Regions from separate parts of the Mus musculus genome. Here all the other regions are linked to region 1. The links are chromatin contacts, called in public Hi-C, HiCAR-type, HiChIP or PLAC-seq and Micro-C maps. All regions are on one chromosome and are shown on one strand. Each heading gives the region's core, a stretch centred on a gene start, on an enhancer-like site or on the middle of the called end of the contact. The rest is flanking DNA. Distances are from core to core; before and after follow the strand shown.

The links. HiChIP or PLAC-seq counts read pairs in DNA pulled down with a chosen protein or histone mark. Hi-C and Micro-C count contacts between places; a contact is called where the count stands out from the background. HiCAR-type assays count read pairs that join an accessible place to other places.
Region 2: a contact with region 1 is called in a HiCAR-type map of astrocytes, with 3 times the contacts expected there. The contact joins the promoter of Pigl here to the promoter of Specc1 in region 1. A contact is called at or near these places in 2 of 39 promoter capture datasets (cranial neural crest and embryonic stem cells), 7 of 115 datasets of contacts at active chromatin or transcription factors (astrocytes, cardiomyocytes, embryonic brain and 4 more) and 1 of 9 other capture datasets (liver).
Region 3: a Hi-C map of CD4 T cells shows a contact between it and region 1, with 3 times the contacts expected there. The contact joins the promoter of B9d1os here to the promoter of Specc1 in region 1. A contact is called at or near these places in 1 of 484 Hi-C or Micro-C datasets (CD4 T cells) and 1 of 115 datasets of contacts at active chromatin or transcription factors (microglia).
Region 4: a contact with region 1 is called in a CTCF HiChIP or PLAC-seq map of the NIH/3T3 cell line, with 7 read pairs. The contact joins the enhancer-like site here to the promoter of Specc1 in region 1. A contact is called at or near these places in 4 of 39 promoter capture datasets (the C10 cell line, cranial neural crest, maxillary cranial neural crest and 1 more), 2 of 15 datasets of contacts at CTCF or cohesin (the NIH/3T3 cell line and large pre-B cells), 2 of 115 datasets of contacts at active chromatin or transcription factors (fetal liver and stem cell-derived neural progenitor cells) and 2 of 9 other capture datasets (adipose tissue and embryonic stem cells).
Region 5: a Micro-C map of embryonic stem cells shows a contact between it and region 1, with 4 times the contacts expected there. The contact joins the promoter of Adora2b here to the promoter of Specc1 in region 1. A contact is called at or near these places in 9 of 39 promoter capture datasets (the C10 cell line, the HPC-7 cell line, the SN4741 cell line and 5 more), 1 of 15 datasets of contacts at CTCF or cohesin (the NIH/3T3 cell line), 7 of 484 Hi-C or Micro-C datasets (bone marrow-derived macrophages, cerebral cortex, embryonic stem cells and 1 more), 11 of 115 datasets of contacts at active chromatin or transcription factors (bone marrow-derived macrophages, embryonic basal ganglia, embryonic forebrain and 5 more) and 2 of 9 other capture datasets (embryonic stem cells and macrophages).
Region 6: a contact with region 1 is called in an HNF4G HiChIP or PLAC-seq map of pancreatic cancer cells. The contact joins the enhancer-like site here to the promoter of Specc1 in region 1. A contact is called at or near these places in 3 of 39 promoter capture datasets (the SN4741 cell line, cranial neural crest and hippocampal neurons) and 2 of 115 datasets of contacts at active chromatin or transcription factors (embryonic stem cells and pancreatic cancer cells).

The regions. Positions count from the first base shown.
Region 1 is chr11:61,955,030-61,958,251 of GRCm38.p6, reverse strand. It overlaps Specc1 (sperm antigen with calponin homology and coiled-coil domains 1), which reads right to left and starts at 1,489. Exons shown (of 15, transcript NM_001281818.1): 1 at 1,363-1,489.
Region 2 is chr11:62,456,826-62,460,047 of GRCm38.p6, reverse strand. Pigl (phosphatidylinositol glycan anchor biosynthesis, class L) reads right to left here and starts at 1,607. Exons shown (of 7, transcript NM_001039536.4): 1 at 1,354-1,607. The coding sequence starts at 1,588. It also overlaps a transcript of Ncor1 not described here.
Region 3 is chr11:61,503,557-61,506,778 of GRCm38.p6, reverse strand. It overlaps B9d1os (a long non-coding RNA gene), which reads left to right and starts at 1,693. Exons shown (of 1, transcript XR_141098.4): 1 at 1,693-2,394. B9d1 (B9 protein domain 1) reads right to left here and starts at 1,635. Exons shown (of 7, transcript NM_013717.3): 1 at 1,508-1,635; 2 at 367-435. The coding sequence starts at 1,570.
Region 4 is chr11:62,307,988-62,311,209 of GRCm38.p6, reverse strand. It overlaps Ttc19 (tetratricopeptide repeat domain 19), which reads right to left. Exons shown (of 10, transcript NM_028360.2): 8 at 2,017-2,168. It also overlaps the pseudogene Gm12275. Among named protein-coding and RNA genes, the nearest start is that of Ttc19, 28 kb to the right of the region's middle. Within about 2 kb of position 1,644, at least 7 of the 459 cell types and tissues checked have an H3K27ac peak or open chromatin away from gene starts, as enhancers often do. A contact at or near this core is called in the NIH/3T3 cell line, where this site is marked.
Region 5 is chr11:62,247,479-62,250,700 of GRCm38.p6, reverse strand. Adora2b (adenosine A2b receptor) reads right to left here and starts at 1,717. Exons shown (of 2, transcript NM_007413.4): 1 at 1,265-1,717. The coding sequence starts at 1,599.
Region 6 is chr11:62,222,565-62,225,786 of GRCm38.p6, reverse strand. It overlaps Specc1 (sperm antigen with calponin homology and coiled-coil domains 1), which reads right to left. Exons shown (of 15, transcript NM_001281818.1): 15 at 2,774-3,222. Among named protein-coding and RNA genes, the nearest start is that of Adora2b, 25 kb to the left of the region's middle. Within about 2 kb of position 1,641, at least 100 of the 459 cell types and tissues checked have an H3K27ac peak or open chromatin away from gene starts, as enhancers often do. A contact at or near this core is called in pancreatic cancer cells, where this site is marked.

The DNA of each region.
Region 1 (3,222 bases), core at 240-2,739:
GAATAAAAATACATTTAACACAACAAAGTCCAGTTACAGAAAAGACAGGGGAACATTTCCCTAAAACCAAACACGACAAAAATGTCCCACGGTGCTTCTTAACAAACAATAAAATTATCTACCCAGCACATCCACAAATCAGCTTAAAAACTAAAACTGATGCGGGCTTCAGAAGGGGCCGCGGAGTTAGCTCTAAAACTGCTTTCTTTGGCCAAGTGTGGTGGCTCACTCCTGAAATTCCCAATGGAAGGAGGAGGGTCCAGCCTGGGCCACATAGCACTTCCAGGCCAGCCAGAACTACCTAGGGAGACACTATCTGGAACACAAACTAAAGGACTGCGAATGTGGTGGCTCGTCAGAGATAGTTAGCAAGACCCTGTCTCAAAATAATCAATAAGCAAACTTGATGGCTTTGAGTTAATCATGCAAAGCTATTTTCCTTAGACTAAGGTATTAGGATTGACAACCCTCGGTCTCCACCCTCCAACTCCGTCTTAAACGTTGAAATAACATCGTGTTTGAAACTGGATAACCAAATCGTATGAAACCAAAAACTGATCAAAAGGGTTCGGTCGTGACTTCACTCAAAAACACTTTATCTCTCGCCTCCAGCCACCGCAGTTACTAATGGATACCCATGTCAACCAGTTCGACATAATTCATCCGATAGAGGGCAAGGAAGAGCACCTTCAATGGGATTTTTTTTTCCCCCAAAGCGTATACTGCTTATTATATAAACTTGCGCGCTGGCGTATTGGAGCTCCCACAAAATCAAACTAAGATATTCAGAGTCAAACTTGTTTTTTTGTTTTTTGGTTGTTGTTGTTTTTTTTAAGCACATAAAACTAATTTTGTTCCAAGGGCATTAAGGAAAAGAGATCGGCACTGTTGCGCTCACGCTAGCCTGCGCACCGCGGGGACACGCACCAGCATCCGCACAGTTCCCCGCGCTCCTAGGCGTCCTGGAAACCCTCAGCCCAAGCTCTAGGCGACCACCTGGGCAGGACAGGGATGCAGCGGCTTTGTGGACAAACACTCAGCGGCACTCCAGTCCCGCCGAAGCGCACGCACCTGTCCCGGGGGCTGGGGCTCCCCAGGGCCACAGCCGGCCGAGCCACCTGGTCCCCGTGCCAGGCTGCTGCGCCAAACCCGCGGCCGGAGGGGAGGGCCGGCCACCTGCGGTCCCCACCTGCAGCGCGGTCCCTGCGCTGCCCGCCGCCTGGGTATCCAGGACCGCAGCGCGTCTTTCCAGAAGGGCACCCCACGTCCCCGAGCCAGGACTCCTGCACCCCGTCTTGTTCGCCAGACTTGAGAAAAGGCAGCTGAGAAACAGAGGACCGAGCATCCCGTACCCCAACTCACCTGCCGTGGTTCTCTCGCACCGGACTCCCGCGCCGCTGCAGCCCGCAGCTACCGCGGCTTTCCTAGCTCACGGATGCTCTGGGGAAGGTCCTGGCGATCCCGCTGGCGCCTTCCCGATGGCCACGTCCAGGGGGCGCCCGCGCGCCAGTGCGGGGCTTTCTGGGAGATGTAGTCCAGACCCTCCGTTCTCATCTAGCGGTTTCTTTCCGGAAGTTTTCCTTGTGTTCTCATCGACTCAACCTCCATTGATGGGTAGTCGTTGATGGAGCATCTCACTGGGGAAGAAAGAGGGTCCCCCTCGGCACTTTAGACTATTGTTTTTTTATGGGGGGGGGGGGGGGGTCAAGATAGGGTTTCTCCATGTAGTTCTGTCTGTCCTGTCCTGGAACTCACTTTATAGACCAGGTTAGCCTGGAATTCAGAGAGATACACCTGCTTCTGCCTTCTGAGTTCTGGGATTAAAGGCCCACCACCACCCGGTCTCTCTCTCTCTCTCTCTCTCTCTCTCTCTCTCTCTCTCTCTCTCTCCCTCCCTCCCTCCGTCCCTCCCTCCATTCCTCCCTCTCTCTCTCCTTGTCCACTCTCCTCTCTCCTTCTCTCCTTTCCTCTCTTCCTCCTCCCTCTTCCCCCTACCCACCGATACAGGGTTTCTCAGTGTAGCCCTGGCTGTCCTGGAACTCTCTCTGCAGACCAAGCTGGCCTCGAACTCACAGGGATCCTCCTGCCTCTGCCTCCCAAGTGCTGGGATTAAAAGCAAGTGTCACCATTGCCTGGCCTTCCTCCCTCACTGTTCCATGTGTGTCCAGGTGTACAAACTATGTACTTGATGACCTTCCACGAGGATCGGAAGACCCGTCTTAGATCAAGGGTATTCAAGTAGCTGAGGTAGAGTCTCCAAACAAGCTCTCAGTCCATTGTTCTTAAAGTGAGGATTTCAGACCAATGCCCTCAACATTGTACGGGAGCTTGCTTAAAGTACAAGAATCTACACCCTACAGAGAATATTAGGTTTTGGTTTGGGTCATCTTTTGTGGTGCTGGGGATGAAAACCAGAGCCCCATATGTGCTAAATAAGGGTCCACCAGGGAGCTACACTCATGCACTATTTAGTTTTACTAGATTCAAAAGAGAAAAACACCCTCTGTAAAGGTGGGATCCAGAAATTTGTACTTTTACATATAAATTCTTGACATAATTTTGAAATAGATTCAAGTTTGAGAACTTGTCTAGGTTTCCCTTGTTCCCCTCAAATAACTCCATGACTCATTTGACATTGATTATCTACACACACACACACACACACACACACACACACACACACACACGCTTCTGTGGATACACTGCAGGGACCGTTTATGTTCCAGCTTAGACCTCTCCCTCACTTTAGCCCTCATTCCCCAACATCTCTAGGACACCTCTGAGGCCCTGGAATTGAACAAGGTCAAGACCGAGTTCAGGGTTGTCCTTTCTCTCAGCCTGGTTCTCCCTCCCCTGGGGGTGAACGCTTTGTCCAGAGACTAAAGAACATGTTCTGTATTTATTAACATAAAAGTCACCTACGACTATTAAATATGCATGAACAGAATGGCAGGACCATGAGTCATGCTTGAGGTAGTGAGAGTGAAACACAGACAATTCTTTCTAGATGAGGTGGGGAGGGGAAGAGACGCCCGGGTAGTAGAGGTGGAAAGGCTGTTGAAGGAGGGTTTGGGTGTTGGGCTGGCCTTTGTTGGTGTTTTGCTTTGCTTTCGTGGTGGAAGAAACTTCAGCATGTTAAATATTTATGGAAAGAATACCACTGAAGGGCAGTCAGGAAAAGTTAACTCTGCATGACTGCTCAGCAGACTGTGCATGTATAAA
Region 2 (3,222 bases), core at 358-2,857, 500 kb before region 1:
AAAAGAAAAGAAGGTACTCTTTCCTTGTTTGGAGCCTCTCCACTCTCAGGAGTTTTTTTTTTTTTTTTCTTTAATAAATCTACATTAATTCTGTTTAAAAACCAGAAATAATTCTCCCAAATTCAGCCAATTTTATAAATCAATCCTGATGATTTCTGTTTAAGATCAGTTATTAAAAAAAGAAAGCCGGGCGTGGTGGCGAACACCTTTAATCTCAGCACTCAGGAGGCAGAGGCAGGCGGATTTCTGTGTTCGAGGCCAGCCTGGTCTACAAAGCCAGTTCCAGGACAGCCAGGGCTATACACAGAGAGAAACCCTGTCTCGAAAAACCAAACCAAACCAAACCAAACCAAACCAAACCAACCAAACACCCGAAGAAGCTGGGCAGTGGTGGCGCATGCCTTTAATCCCAGCACTTGTGAGGCAGAGGCAGGGAGATTTCTGAGTTCTCGGCCAGCCTGGTCTACAGAGTGAGTTCTAGGACAGCCAGGGCTATACAGAGAAACCCTGTTTAGAAAAACAAAAAAACAAAACAACAACAACAAAAACACCCCTGGCCCCCCAAAAGAGAACAACACAACAACCACATGGGAAAAAAGGTCCTGAGCAATTTTGAAAATCAGCTTTATTGAGGTATACTTTGCTATAAAATTCACCCACTGTATGTATACACTTCACATTGTCCAGTCATCACCATATTTAGGGTATCCTGGTTTTCTCGTTTGTTTTTGTCTGTATCATTATTCAAGTCTCATTTTTGAAGAATTCTTTTAATAATAGCTGGGTACAGATGAACTCTAAAATTATCTATAAATGTATTTCTATTTGTCTGAAGTTAAACAAAAAATCTCCCAATTTGACACATGAATCTTTGTAGCAGAAAATGGGTTTCAAAGCAGCAGGAAGGTCTTTTGCTATTATTAGGAAAGAAAGTTGGTGGGCTGAGCAGACACCATACAGCTCAAATTGTCTGGTGCATGATTTTATTTGATCCTTTTGCAAATAGACGGTTCCTCAGGATAACAGGTCAGGCACAGCGGCTCACGCCTGGGATGCTAGATTACAGTGAGACTGTCTTTATAAAAAACCCAAAACATCCAGTACAGTCGCAGTTCCCAAAGGAACATGAAGGTACTGAACGGAACCAATGATGAACAACCACTTTTCTGCTCCTCGATTTGGCTAGGATGGAATTCGCTCGGGGTTCCCTAACCTATCTGGGAAGTCGGCTGTTTCTGTCCCCAGACTGACCAGCACAGAGAAAGTAGCTACCTACGACAGAAAACCTTTCCGGAAGAAGTTAACTAAGATCGGTTAGTTCCCTAACCCAGCGACCCTCCTACAGTCTCCTACCTGAGGAGAAGCAGAGCAGGGACACCTGCTGCTCCAGGCGTGCCAAGCCTAGCATGGTGGGAGCAAAGAACATGGCTTCATCGTCCGGGTGCGCGATCACTACAAGGGCCCGGCTTCCGGCTCCCGGCAGGCCCGCCTGCTCCGGAGACCTCATTCGTTCCGCTGAGTTCCAAACCCGGAGGAAGCCCCAAGTCAGGACAGCCACGGCCACACACAAGAAACCCACCAATTCCATGCCGGGTAAGTGGCACTGCGCCTGCGCAGGAAGGCAGGCTGCGGGTGGACTCGGGTTCCCTGCGGGAAAACGGAACCGGCTGAAACTGCGTTCCGTGGGTCAGAGTGCGGCGGCGGCTGGAGACCAAGATTCGTGGTCTAGCGTGGAAACTTCCACCCATACTGCCCCGTCTCCTCGGTGGCGGAATCCTCTATCTGCTCCAGTTTCAGAGCTCAGCCGCACTTTGCGGTCTTAAGTGTCTTTCTTACCGTTCAGTGTGCTTAAAAGGAAGGAAGCATTTTTAGAGTTATTTTGAGATCGCGTCTCTCTCTGCGTGTTCCCCTAAACTCACTATATGCAGACCATGCGAGTTTGCAATGATTCCCATTCCTTTGCCTCCTGAGCTGGGATTTCAGGCGTGTCAGCACGCCGGCCAAAAGGGAAGCATTCTAAAACAAACGTCAGCATTCTCCTTTCAACTCGTTTTATGACTTCAAACTTTGTATAAAACAGCCCGTTATCCGGAATAAAAGTTTTTCCGAAGCGGGTCACCGTTTGTTCTTTCTCAGATGGCGGCTTTGCAAGAGGAAAAAGTAAGCGGCTAAGAGGAAATGTCATTTCACTCGAAGGGTGAGGTCGGCAGGCCCCTTAAGTTTTCTTAAGAGGCAGAGATTAAGGAGCCACGCCGTGGAGGAGGCCTCGCCCGCCATGCCGAGGAACACTCGGTGTGAAATTAACGTGCGTCCCAGCCACGTGGGCTGAGGTTTCTCTTTGGCGGCGAGGGGACGGGGTAGCCGCTTTGGCGGCGCGCAGGGGTCGCAAGGCTAACCTCGCGCCGGGCTCCCGGTCCTTTCCCACGCCTGAGGGGAAGGCCCCGGGCGCGCGGGAGTGGCAGGCTCGCGGGGACGCTCCAGGCCGAGGACGCGATGGCTGCCACGGCGGCGGCGGGTCGGGCCGGAGGCAGCGCTGCCGGGGCGGGCATGAGTGCGAGGGACAACTTGAAAAGAACCGGCGCGGCGTCCGCGACCCAGGAAGCGAGGCCGAGGTAAGAGCCGCACTCCGTTCTCCCGGGGAGGGAGTCGTCTCCCCAACCCTCCGGAAGGAGGAGGAGCCCAAGTCTGAGCCGCCTCAGCGCGGCCGCCCGGCCTGAGGGGGAGGGAGTGGGGTTGAGGCAAGATGGCGGCTAAGGTGGCGAAGCTGCGGCGGCGGCGGCTGGAGTGAGCGCCCAGCTCGCCGCGCTGCCGAGCGAGGGCCGGGCGGAGGGCCGCGCGCCGGGGCCGCGCCCCGGTCGTCCGGCCGTGGGGCGCGCCGGCTCTCACTCCGCCAGCTCCCGGTGAGTAGGCTCGGCGCCTGCAGCCCCGGCCTCCGGGCCCTGCTCGCCCGGGAGCTTCCTCGGGCTCCCAGGGCGCCAGCTTCGGATCAGCCAGGCCAGGGGCGTCGCGGAGGACGCAGGGTTAGGGCCCGTCCAAACCGCAGGTCTTTTCCTCTCCCTCCCCCAGGGGCGAGTCGGGTGCGGTGGGGAGTTCAGGCTAGACGAGTGGAGGCTCCTGGAGTTTGGAGGAAGAATGGCCTTAGGCGGGCGGACATCAGCCCGAGGTATCTGTCCATTTGGGAAGGGGCGTGCGGTGCCACCGCGGGATCAGCGAAGGGGATGC
Region 3 (3,222 bases), core at 444-2,943, 450 kb after region 1:
AAACCTTAAGAAGAGATCCTTCATTTTGTCCTGGCTCCTGGTTGTTTTCTGCTGCCTGAGAAGGGGCCATGTTTTGTTTTCAGGTGGGGGTATTGGCTGATGCTGTCCAAAGCCACTGGCAGGTGGTTCTCCAGAGCCTGCCTGGTTAGGCTGCTACTTGTCCCTCTCAGCTGCCACTAACAGACTCCAGGGGTACACCAGCGAACCCAGTAGTGACTGTATTCTATAAACTAGCTTTCCCCCAAAAACAAATGCAATGTTTAGGTCATCTCTGACCTTAGTGTCTACCTCTTGGTCTCGAATAGAAGGGTATGATTCAGGAATCACCAAAGCTCTAACCAGAGGAGGCCCATGAGTCCAACTTACCGCTGTTGGGGCCCAGTCCTGGCCATACACAAAGCAGTACTTGCAGTAGAGGTCATCATACTCTGGAAACTGAGAGAAAAAGTATACAGGATTCTGTCTAGAAAGGGCAAACTGGGCCCACACATTAGCTAGGCAGATGCAGTGGACAGGAATTAGGAACACGAGGCATCTGGGACTGAGGAGGTGGACATGGGTTTCAGGGCGGGCAGGGAATGGAAATCAGGAAGTCAGGCTTAGTCCCAGACTGCCAATACCCGTAGGTTATTTTGCTCAGGGTCTACTTTCTGTCTTGTCTTTCTCAGTCCACATGTGGTAGGCCCCTTGCCCATCTTTCAGAGTTCCCCTTCAGTCTCTAGCTGGCTTAAGGATCATTGCTTGGCTCCCTTCACTTCTCTGCATTTCTGCATGTGGGTACCTAATGTCTATCTGATAACCCTGTTAGACTGAAGAAGGAACAGGTTTCATGCCTCAGCGCATCTCCAGTGCTGGGCACAAATTAGCTCTACAGAAATGATGCTCACGTGAAACCCAGAAGCTACAGGGCCAAAGAACATGGCTAAAACTGAGGGTCCCGGAGAAAGGAAGGCCCAGGGCAGACGCCAAGGAAGGTGTCCAGAGTAAGCAGCCCAGACATCCTCTAATCGGATAGAGGAAAACAGGGAGGACGCAGTACCAATGAATGGGAAGGCAGGAACACCTACTGAGCTTCAGACTTGGCAGAACCTAAAGCATGTCAGCCAAACCTCAGAATATGTAGGAATAATGGGCATTTTCAACAAGCAGCCCAGAAGAATAATGTAGCAAAGTTCTGTCTCTTAGACGGACCGGGTCAAATCCCACCTTGGCCACTGCCTTCCGGTAAGTTCCCAGCTGTTAAATGGATCAGCTGAGTCTTCAGTCCCATTAGTCCTAGGCCACCACTCAACCAAGTAAACAGGATCCAAGTGGTACCAGCTGAACGCCTCGAGGTCTGTTTTCACTCAAGCTTGTCCGGTTCATCTACCTGGAGCCAAGGTTCTCAAATGCTGCTTCTCCTTTCCATTTATTTGAGATGCTCAGAGCATCTTGGCTTTCTAGGAGCTGAGCGAAGAGCCCGGGGAGAGAAACAGGCCGTCCCCGGGCGGAGTCCACGACTGCTTACCTGTGCGCTCTCTACCTGCCCGGTGATCATGAGCAGGAAGACGCTGGGACTTGCTGCAGCCATTGCACTGATGGGCCGGGAGACCGGCGCAGGCCGCGCGCTGTTGCCAGGAGGCTCTCGGTTGTCTTGGAAACAGACGGTAAGTCGTCTAGGACAAATTTCTCAAGCGGTGACGAGTTCGCTCAAAGGTAAGAGTGCGCAGGCGCAGTAGTCTTTATGGCTTTGGGCACTGTCCTCCGTGTCTGTCGCGCGGAACCTAACCCCCAGGGGCGGGTCCACGGACCCGCACTGTGTGACTTCACTCGTCTGGCCATGCTTGAAGCTCGCAGGCTGCAAAGCTGGATGTTGAGAAGAAGCAGCACCGGCACTCAGGCCCGCGGAAAGTCACGTGCTAGAGTTACCTCTCTCCAGGTGGTGTCGCTGTTGCCACACACAGCGACGGCAAAGACGCCATCGTTGGAAGGCTTGGTGCGCGGGAGTGGTCCAGCGGGCATCACCCAGCACATTGTCTCAGGTGAAGAATGCGCCCTTCAGCCCTATGAGGCTCTTGTCATCGAAACCCGGAGACTCCATTTGTCCAAGTCCCGCGTCCTGCATGAGAAGCTGGAGCCCACGGAACCAGTCACCCAATTTTGGAAAATCACTGGTAGCTCAGGGATGTCAGAGCTTGGTCCCAAGCCACCAGCATCCTTTTCGGTAGACACCATTGTTAGTGCTTGGATTCAACTGCACTTACTCTATCACTGTCCAATTCAAGGTGGCTTAATGCGAGCTTCTTGCCTTTAGATCCCCAGCTCGACTCTAGGGGCATTGAATGCCTGGTCCTCATTGCCCGGCCAGTGCAAAATATTTGGGAACTACTTCTTTAATAAATAAAATTGAACACATCTCAGTTTTCTGGAGGGCGTGACTGAAATCCAGACCTGGAAGGTAATTTAGCCATATTCGTTACAGGAATTTAGCTGCAGAATCAGACTTCACTTTCAGAGCTTATAAGGAAACATCAAAGAGCACATTAATGATGAGGGAGCCTGGAAACAAACGGATGCAGATGTGTATACTTTAGGGAGCTCAGCCTGCAGTAATGACACCAGGTCACGCTAACTGTTAGCTTGGAAGTCAGTTGGCGGGATTCCCAAAGCCACCTATGGGGAAGAGGAAAGGCATGTGGTCACAGCGTTCTAGGTGGGCCGAGGTGCAAGCATGTAAGAAATTCTTTTAGCTTAGAGCCAAGAGTCATACAAGCAGAGGCTCTAGGCCCCTCTCTCCTAGCCGGTGGCTGCCACTTGCTGTTCTTTACTGAAAGCGTTGGAAAGATACAGGCTACTGAAAGGAAGCCTTCTCAATCCCCAAATTACTCATTAGATAAGGCTTTTCTGTCCTAAACCAACAGGATGAGACATTTAGGAAGAGGTCTGTGCTGGCTAGTTTTTTTGTCAATTTGGCACAAGCCATAGTTATCTGAGAGGAGGGAACCAAGATTGAGAAAGCCTCCATGTGATTGGGCTTGTAAGCCTGTTGAACATTTTCTTAATTAGTGATTGGTGGAGAAGGGCCAGGCCCACTGTGGATGGTGCTACCCTAGGCTGGTGATCCTGAGTTCTATGAGAAAACAAACCTGGGGATGATTTCAGTCACTGGTACCTGTACTCTCTCAGGCCTTTTCTGTCCTGTAGGAGAATGTTCCCATCTAGTTACTAAAGGCATCCATAGCA
Region 4 (3,222 bases), core at 395-2,894, 350 kb before region 1:
TCCAGCTTCTTGAGTTCTTTATATATATTGGATATTAGTCGCCTATCTGATTTAGGATTGGTAAAGATCCTTTCCCAATCTGTTGGTGGCCCTTTTGTCTTGTTGACAGTGTCCTTTGCCTTACAGAAACTAATTTTATGAGGTCCCATGTGTCAATTCTTGATCTTACAGCACAAGCCTTTGCTGTTCTGTTCAGGAATTTTTCCCCTGTGCCCGCATCTTTGAGGGTTTTCCCCACTTTCTCCTCTATAAGTTTTAGTGTCTCTGGTTTTATGTGGAGCTCCTTGATCCACGTAGACTTGCGCTTTCTACAAGGAGTTAAGAATGGATCAATTTGCATTCTTCTACATGATAACCAACAGCTGAGCCAGCACCATTTGTTGAAAATGCTGTCTTTTTTCCCCTGGATGGTTTTAGCTCCTTTGTCAAAGATCAAGTGACCATAAGTGTGTGGGTTCATTTCTGGGTCTTCAATTCTATTCCATTGATCTACCTGTCTGTCACTGTACCAGTACCATGCAGTTTTTATCACAGTCGCTCTGTAGTACAGTTTTAGGTCAGACATGGTGATTCCACCAGAGGGTCTTTTATTGTTGAGAATAGTTTTTGCTATCCTAGGTTTTTTTGTTATTCCAGATGAATTTGCAAATTTCCCTTTCTAACTCAGTGAAGATTGAGTTGGAATTTTGATGGGGATTGCATTGATCTGTAGATTGCTTTCAGCAAAATAACCATTTTTACTATATTAGTTCTGCCAATCCATGAGCATGGGATCTTTCCATCTTCTGAAATCTTCAATTTCTTTCTTCAGAGACTTGGAAATTCTTATCATACAGAACTTTCACTTCCTTAGTTAGAGTCACGCCAAGGTATTTTATATTATTTGTGACTATGGTGAAGGGTGTTGTTTCCCTAATTTCTTTCTCAGTGTGTTAATCCTTTGTGTAGAGAAAGGCCATTGGTTTAATTTTATATACAGCTACTGCACTGAAGCTGTTTATCAGATTTAGGAGTTCTCTGGTGGAATTTTTAGGGTCACTTATATATACTATCATATCATCTGCAAATAGTGATATTTTGACTTCTTCATTTCCAATTTGTATCCCCTTGATCTCCTTTTGTTGTCTAATTGCTCAGGCTAGGACTTCAAGTACTATATTGAATAGGTAGGGAGAAAATGGGCAGCCTTGTCTAGTCCCTGATTTTAGTGGGACTACTTCAAGTTTCTCTCCCTTTAGTTTAATGTTGGCTACTGGTTTGCTATATATTGCTTTTAATAGTGTTTTTATAAGTTATGGCCACAGCTCAGTGGTAGAGCCCTTGCCTTGAATTTATGAGGTCCTAGTTTTAATCTCTAGTCCTGCCCCCCTCTCCCTGCCCCATCCCAAATTCAAAAATCTCTACTTCCTCACCTCCCAGTTACCCAGGAGAAAAAGATACTTCTATATGAACTAAATAGTTACTTGCAAGGTTCTGATTGGTATGGAAGAAGCCCCTGGGTCTAGTCCCCAGCTCCAGGAGGAAGAAAAAAAAGATTCTAAGAGTCTACAAACCACTGTAAACATGAGGCTACATATTCTGAAGCCCCTGGGTTAAAAGTCTGCCTTGTACAAAGACTACTGTATAAACCATGACTCAGAAAAGGGCCTATGCAGTGCCAGTGACTTAGTCAGCAATCTCAAACCCTTCCTGAAACAAGTAGTTGGGAGTAGTGAAAGCTGGTGGAAAAAAAATGAACAGACCGGGGAGTGGCAGGATTCCATACATCTGGATATCAACCTGCATTCCTTATGACATTTCACATGGCTAACCATGTCTTGCCACACCCATAACTGATGCTAGTCACTGAATGTAGAACTTTACCAGTGCCATGCAAGCTGAAATACGCCCCCAGCCCTTTGGCATGGGAGCTCACCAACTTTGCCCAGCACCCTTGAACCTGTGACCTTATGACCCTCTACAGAGTACCTGTGCCACCGGGCAGGCCTGGCTTACATACACTGTTTCATCTCTTACCTGTGGGTGTCTTTCTCCTTGTATTTCTTGACAAATCTGCAGGGCTTTTTCATACATCCTTTGTGCCTGTGATAGCTGCTTGGAGAATAGCAGATAGCGTGCACAAGAGTCTAAGCACATACCAAGGAGGAGGTAAGTATTGGCTGTTTCTTCTAAAAGAAAAATAAAAGCGTTGCAAGGATGTAATAGAAGTTATATACAAAGGTCAAAAAGCAAGCCACTGTACTTCATCTTTGTGGCTACCAGGCTTCACTGAATGCTTCAGATACTTAAACTCTTAACCACAAGAAACTGTTCAGGTGGGCAGACAACCAATTAAATGAGAAAAGTGACAAGTAGCTGCCTGAAATCATGGACCTCCCCCTCCTTTTGAATAGATGAAAAAGTCAATATTGAATATCTTAAAGTTGGGAACTAGTATTCAGAAAAGATGATTAAGATAAACCCGAAGTAGAATGAGCCAACCGCAAAAAGAGTAGAGGGCCAATGGATGTTATTTTAGGGTTTAAGAAAAAAATGCAGTAAGAAACCAAGAAAACTCAGAATTCTGTAATGGAAAGAACATGGTCCAGTTTTCAAAGACTAAGGGCTGGGACAGACAGAACTGAGTACAGACTCCACACAGCCGATGCCACATGAAGAGCGGAGGCTGCAGATCCAGACATCAGCGCCCAGTGTCAGCTACTGCTAGACCTCCAGACACGGCCCAAATAATGTAGGAAAAGTGATGGGTGGGAACAAGTCAAAGTTCACAAAGAACTAGAAACAGGATTCGGGGTGTTTTGTTTTATTTTCTATAGCCTAAGCTGGCTTCAAACTTCTATCAGTCCCCCTGCCTCAGCTTATTAGCTAATTTTAGTTAAGTAACTATCACACACCATTTGAAGATGACCAATTAAATTCACCAGAGCTATCACTCCTTCTCCATCCTTTAAGGTTTCCAGGAAATTCTCAAATGTTATAAAAATGTTTGAAAATATTTGTTACTAAGTAACACTATGAGCAGTCACTGAGGAGACAGTTCAAGCAAAAGAACACAGTCGTGGTGGATAAGCATAGGAGTCTCAACATTATCAGATTAGGAAAGTTGGAAAAATAAGAAGTTTAAAACAGAGAAATCTAAAAATAATTTGCCTTTGCTTAATCAAAAGCCAATTACAATGTTTAGGGCTGGGGCTCATTTTGTAGGATGCTTACCTATCTTTC
Region 5 (3,222 bases), core at 468-2,967, 290 kb before region 1:
CAGCAAGGGGATCCCTTTTCACATCTCTCAAACACTGGTATCTCACACACAGCCCTGTGAGACGACAGGTGGACGGCTGAGGACACAGTGCCACTCTGCCGGACACAGCATCCGGAACCACAACCTCATCTACAGTATGCAGGTGACAGTGTCTGTCCTCTGGACGCTTCGAGGTTTAAAGAATGTACATTTAATTAGAGTTGCCAGGCACACGGTCAGAGCCCACGGAGTTCTTGCCTTTCTCTTCCTACTCTTGTGACTCAGTTTCCTCAACTCAGCTCCAACTCTAAAGAGATCCAAAGCTCACTTCAGAAATGCTAAAGGGCCCAGGCACTACCAAGGAGCAGCAAACTCAACTTTAAATTTATTAGCTACAAGTGGAAGCCACTTCCCCAACTGACTGACTCCCTGCCCTGGATCCTGTTTTCCCATCATGGAATAAGGAGAAAGTGATTTAGGTATACTCTGAGAGCCAGCGAACAGGGAGCCCTCACCAGTTTTCTGGGCCTCTTCAGGCTCCTGGGCACTGCAGCAGTATACAAATAAGGTTACACAATGGGCTAGAGGCTCTAAGACTGTCTTGTCAGTGTTCACTGAACCAGTAAGCACAGTAGCTCTTTAAAATGTCTGGGAATACTTTGAGCCACCGCGAAGCTAGTAGGGACCAATGTTCCTAGAGTTTCCCATCAGAGTTGAGCCTGGCTGCCTCATTTCGAAGTAGGCACATTTTAAAGCTGTGTCGTTAGACCCTATGACCCTTCTAAAAGTACCAATTCCAGCGTCTAAAGTTGCCTCGTTCTTAGCTGAAGCTTCTCCGCGCCCTTTCCGCACAGGACTGCATCTGGCAGCAGCTTTGATCTGCATGCCCGACTCCGGGCAGCAGCTCTGTCTCTCCAGAGGGCCGGGAACGTCCACAAAACTTAAGGAATCTAGAGCTTCCTGAGCCCTTCCTTGGCAGGTAACTCGTCGGACGAGCACTTCTCAACGCCCCTAAGGGTGTTCTTATGCAGATTCCCTAAACTAGGGGCAATTAGAGCATCCCTGACTCCAAAAGGGGACCCAGTCAGTGGCCTGTTCTGTCAACCCAGGAGAGTCTTGATAGCCGGCAGAACAAGCGTGCTGGAGAAAGTGCGTCCTCCACTCCAGTGCCCAGCGTGCTCCTAATCTGGCCCATCTGGGAGTCCAGAAAGTAAAACCGTGGGCCTGGAGAGGGCGCCCCTCTTTAGAACTTTAACCCGGCCAAGGCAAGAAAGATTCGTCTCACCTGAGCGGGACGCGAATGGCCAGATATCGGTCGACAGCCACCGCCAAGAGGCTAAAGATGGAGCTCTGTGTGAGCACCAGCACGAAGCAGGCGAGGAAGAGGCAGCCGTGGAAGTCCGTGCAGAAGCCCAAGCTGATGGTGATGGCAAAGGGGATGGCGAAGAGTCCCACGGCCACGTCTGCCGTCGCCAGGGATACCAGAAAGTAGTTGGTGGGGGTCTGTAATGCACTCGAGGCTCCCACCGCGGCGCACACCAGCACGTTGCCCGCCACCGCCAGCGCAGCGATAACCAGCTCCAGCGCCACGTACAGCGCGTCTTGCGTCTCTAGCTGCATGGCCGGGCCAGCCGGGCCCGGGGAGTCCTCTACTGGGGTAGTGTCGGGCTCAGGACAGCTGCTAGGGTGCCGCCAGGCATGGCCACAGCGCTGAGACCGCGCGTCCCAAGCTGGGTCTGCGCCGCCCAGCCAGTGCGCTCCGGACGGGGGCGGGGGCGTGGCCTTACGGGGGCGGCGCCCATTGGCCGGCTGCCAGGAGCCGGTCTTGGCCCCGCCCCCTGCCTAGGGTCCTTGCTCCAGCTGCTCCTGAGCTCGGGGAAGGATGGGTTCCCGAATTTCCCTCGGGCGGGAGAGGGACACATTCAGGAAAGACACCTCGAAGCTTCACCACTTCCCGCCCGAGCGCGAAGTCCCAGACTTCACCCTGTCCCGCGCCCGATCTGCACACTCTGAACTGACGCCCCTGCAAGGTGTCCATACTCCCCAGCACCGGAGCTGCACCCCAGGTCCGGGCCCGGGCTTCCTCTCAGTGCTGCATTCTCCGCGCGGCCCCTAATCCACCCGATCCCGTGGTCTCCGCTGCCCCGCCAGGGTGCTCGCCGGCTCAGCCCTGCGCTCTCCAGCCCACTTATCCAAGACCGGCTTCCGCTCACTTGCGGCGCCGCCTCTTCCCAGACACTGCCGCCTTCATCCACTCCAAGAAGGGTGCTGAGCGCCCACACCTGTGGGTGATCTGTCCTTCCTGCCACCTGTAAGAAGCCCCCAGCGCCCTCCACCGCCTTCAACTCCACACTTCTCTCCTAGCGAGCCCTGGCTGCTCCTTGGCGTTTGGAGTCCTTAATCCTTCTAGAACACAGCTTCTGCCCCGCGGAAGCTGCTACCTGTAGTCACCAGCCAGGATGGTTAAGGAGTTTGTCAACACAACAAAGATGACTGAAAAAAAAAAGATTAAGCTGAACTAAAACACGGGTGACCTCTAAACAGCTTCTTTGAAGAATAACGGGTTTTTTCTTGGGGTTTTTTTTTTGGTTTTTCGAGACAGGGTTTCTCCGTGTAGCCTTGGCTGTCCTGGAACTCACTTTGTAGACCAGGCTGGCCTCGAACTCAGAAATCTGCCTGCTTCTGTCTCCCAAGTGGTGGGATTAAAGGCGTGCGCCACCACGCCGGGCTGATTTTTTTTTTTTTTTTTTTTAATGTTGTGGCTGGATTAGCTCTCTCTGAGTATGAGTATGGGCGTGGGGGAGGGGAAAAGTGCGTTGAATTACACTTTCTGCATGGCTGTATGATATATATAAAGTACATTTCAGGGTTAGCTGTAATATTAACAGCAAATCCCCCACGAGCCCACTCATAGCATAGACAAAATCACCAAAGCACACAGAGTACATGTTCTATCTGGGTATTTTAAGGGTTTGGTTTTTTTTTTTTTTTTTTTTTTTGTTTATTTGTTTGGTTTTTTTGTTTTTTGTTTTTTTGGATTTTTGGTGTTTTTTTTGGGGGGTGTTTTGTTTTGTTTTTGTTTTTGTTTTTGTTTTTTTCTAGACAGGGTTTCTCTGTATAGCTCTGGCTGTCCTGGAACTCGCTTTGTAAACCAGGCTGGCCTCGAACTCAGAAATCTGCCTGCCTCTGCCACCCAAGTGCACCACCACGCCCGTCTTTTTTTCTATTTTCTGTGTTGAGAAA
Region 6 (3,222 bases), core at 392-2,891, 270 kb before region 1:
AACATGTCTTTAACCCATTGAGAAATATTCAAGACTCAAAGTATGGCATTCAGCAAATCTTGTGTAGACTGGTATCTAAACTCTCTAACCATAAGACAGCAATCATTGTAGTAATTTGTTACACCAGCAACAAACAATGACTACAAAGACCAGCAGCCTAACAGTCTGTGAGTGGTGTGCTCCCTGGACTCCAGACTAAGGGGAAAATGGAGAATAAGTGTTTCTTTGGGCTTTAAAGACCTAAACTTGGCCCTAAGAAAGCTGGATTAGAAGTCAGGGTGGAAGCTTGGCATCCTCCTTTGTTAGAGATTCTGCTGTGAATGTCTACAAATTCCTTCAAGTGGGCTTATCCCGGCCACACACTTGCCCAGATGGGCTAAATATTAGATGATTTGCAGGAACAGCTGTGTTATACCTCAAAGTTCTAAATACTGATATCACACTCAGGGCCGACTGACCCAACACTGAGCCACCCACAGGATTTCTGAGAGGGACAAAACCACCGTGCTCTCACCTTGGGCCCATGGCTGTAGACAACAAAGGCAGGTGGCCAAAGCCAGGCCTCCTCTTCCCCTTCCCTCAACAAAAGCAACTGGATCTGTGGGCACAGCAGGCTGTGGGCACAGCAGGCAGGTCTGAAAGGCCTCAGCAGTCGGAACAACACATCTTCAATGTCACAGTGAGTTCTCATCCCTGTTGCCTGTTTGGAGGCTCTGGGTGGTGAGGCTTTGCCTTTCTTAGGACGAGGTCCATCTCCAGATGTTTTCCAGGATCAGCCTTGAATGGCAGCCAAGCCTTCTGAGGTCACGTGTAGCAGGAAAACTTTTCCCATGTCCCACTGTCAGTTCTGTCTCATTTTTCAGATACAAGGGAAATGGCCACACTAAGGAGGGATATAAATAGCGGCCCAGATGGACAAATGGGAAGGTTCACAGACCCACTGGCCAACCTTCTAAAGTGTTCTAGGCAAATCTATTTATGGAATTTTTTTTCTTCTTCATGATATAGAAATATCTTACTGAAGCAGGTGAAATAAGCTAAAACGAGTTCATTTAAAGATCCCAGAAGACTCCGAGGGGGAATGTGTTAGGTCTTTTCATTCACGAGACCAGTATATAATACCAGTAAGGAAAGGGAAAGATGAAGGCCTCGGGGAGGTCAGGTTTCAAGTTCTTCCCCGAGCCTTTCCCACTCACCATTAAGCCGCAAAACGCTGGAACAGACCATTCACAAGATGGACCACAGGCTGGATGCTGTGGTATTCATTCCTGGAACTAATTTCCAAGTCAGAAGACAAGTAATTGGCAGCTGGACCAATTCATCAAGCGATCTATATAATCACCACTTATTAGGTTTAGGCATCATGAGCACAGATGTCTACACTTGGCCCTCATGGAGCTCAGATAGAAGTTCATACAGCCCGAGAGCAAAGCCCTTCGCACCTGCAGAGGGAACGTGGCCATGGGCCCAGGGATCTGTACACAGGGCTGTTAGGAGCCTCTCATTTAACTCAGCTAAGCCTGAGCTGTTGCCACTGAAGCTATGGCTTGAATGTATCTCCCCAAAGTTCATGTGCTAGAAGCTTAATGGTTTTTTGGCGGTAACTGGGTATGAGTCATGAGGGCCGGGCTCCCCGTGGTATCATTGGTTTCACAAGGGAAGGCCAAGGGCCAGCATGCTTCCTCTGTTTCCTCATGGCCTCTGCTAAGTCATGCTGTGGCAAGAATACCTTTCCAGACACCAGTGCTGGGCTCTTGGAGGGTCCATACTTCAGAGCTGATGGTAAGCAAACCTCTATTTTTTATAAAGTACGCGGTTTGTAGGATTGTATGTGTTGTGACAACAGAAACCACCCGAGATAGCTGTACGGGAAATCTGGGGTCAGAAAGGAAGATGCCCTGGGGTTCAGTGCTACCAGGTGGCCACTTCAAAACCAGTTTACCCTTCCTGTAAATTGCATGTGCAAAGGTGGCCCACTCATGGAATGCCTACGGATGGTACTTACATCATTCATGTAGAGAGCCAGGTTCATAGGATAGAACCTGTGTGATAAGCTTCCAAAGCCAGCTGCTATGGAGATAATTCCCAAGTGGGGAGACACTGGGCAGCTGTGAAAGGCCTACTATGCACGTGCATGAGCCAGCAGGGATGCACACGTGTACACAGCCCAAGGCAACTGGCACTTAGGATGCACAGGACAATCAGATGTGAAGCAAACAAGACTGGGTATCTCTTGGCACAACTTTTCCTGTCCCTTTAGACTGAGAGGGAAGTGGTAGCCCTGAGGCTGGCCCAATGTTTGTTAAGTCGTATCAGCGACTGTTACCCTGAGCAGTTGTGGAGGTCCTCAGGAAAAGGCCAGGCTGTGGGGCTCACTTGAAAGGAAATAGGAATGAAGATTCTAGGGTGGCCTTCCTCATCTGTGGCTTCCAGGTGCCACTGGCATCTCTACTAATTATATTTTTTTATTTACTTGCCTCTTTAAGCTTGTCATAACTTTCTACAACACTGTGTGTGTTTTCTGGGGTCCAGGCAGCCCACTTCCCATCTTAAGCACATTTGCACAGCTTGGTAGCATCCTGGTGCTGGAATTCATCTGACAGCTTATATCCACAGCAAGACAGCTGCAGATGGGAAGGGCAGAGGCACGACCTGTAGAAGAGCTGCAGGGGAGGCTGGGAAGGGACCGGGAGCATGCAGGGCGATGCTGGCTGTCAGCAGACTCAAAGCAAGTTTGGTGCTTTGAAAAAAATTCGGATAAATGTCACCAGGTGAAAGAACTGAGGCAGAAACAAAATATATTTATTAGAAATATTACACAGCGGCACACCTTACACTTCCATTATGAGCTCTGTTCACCTCGAATAGTATGTCACACTTGGGCAGTGCTTGGTGCTATCTAGTGTGCTCTTGACAGAAAGGAGGCCACAATGTATCAAGTGCATTCAACTAATGTAGTGATAGTCAGTGAGCTACTCAGGGTGTCCCAGAACTCCAACCTCAATCAGAGGGCTAGATGTCCAGGGCCGTAAGTGGGTGCTGGGAACACTTCTCTTCAGATGGCTGGTGGTTCCCGCTTTCATTTGTGTTGGTAGTGGTGCATCTCTAACTGGGATACTTAGAAACTGCTAGATTTGGTGAGTGGGTTTGTCTCTAAGGGTCTCAGTTCTCCATTTCTACTGGCCAGTGAGACTGGCATGTGTCTGGTGCTCGTGGGAGATG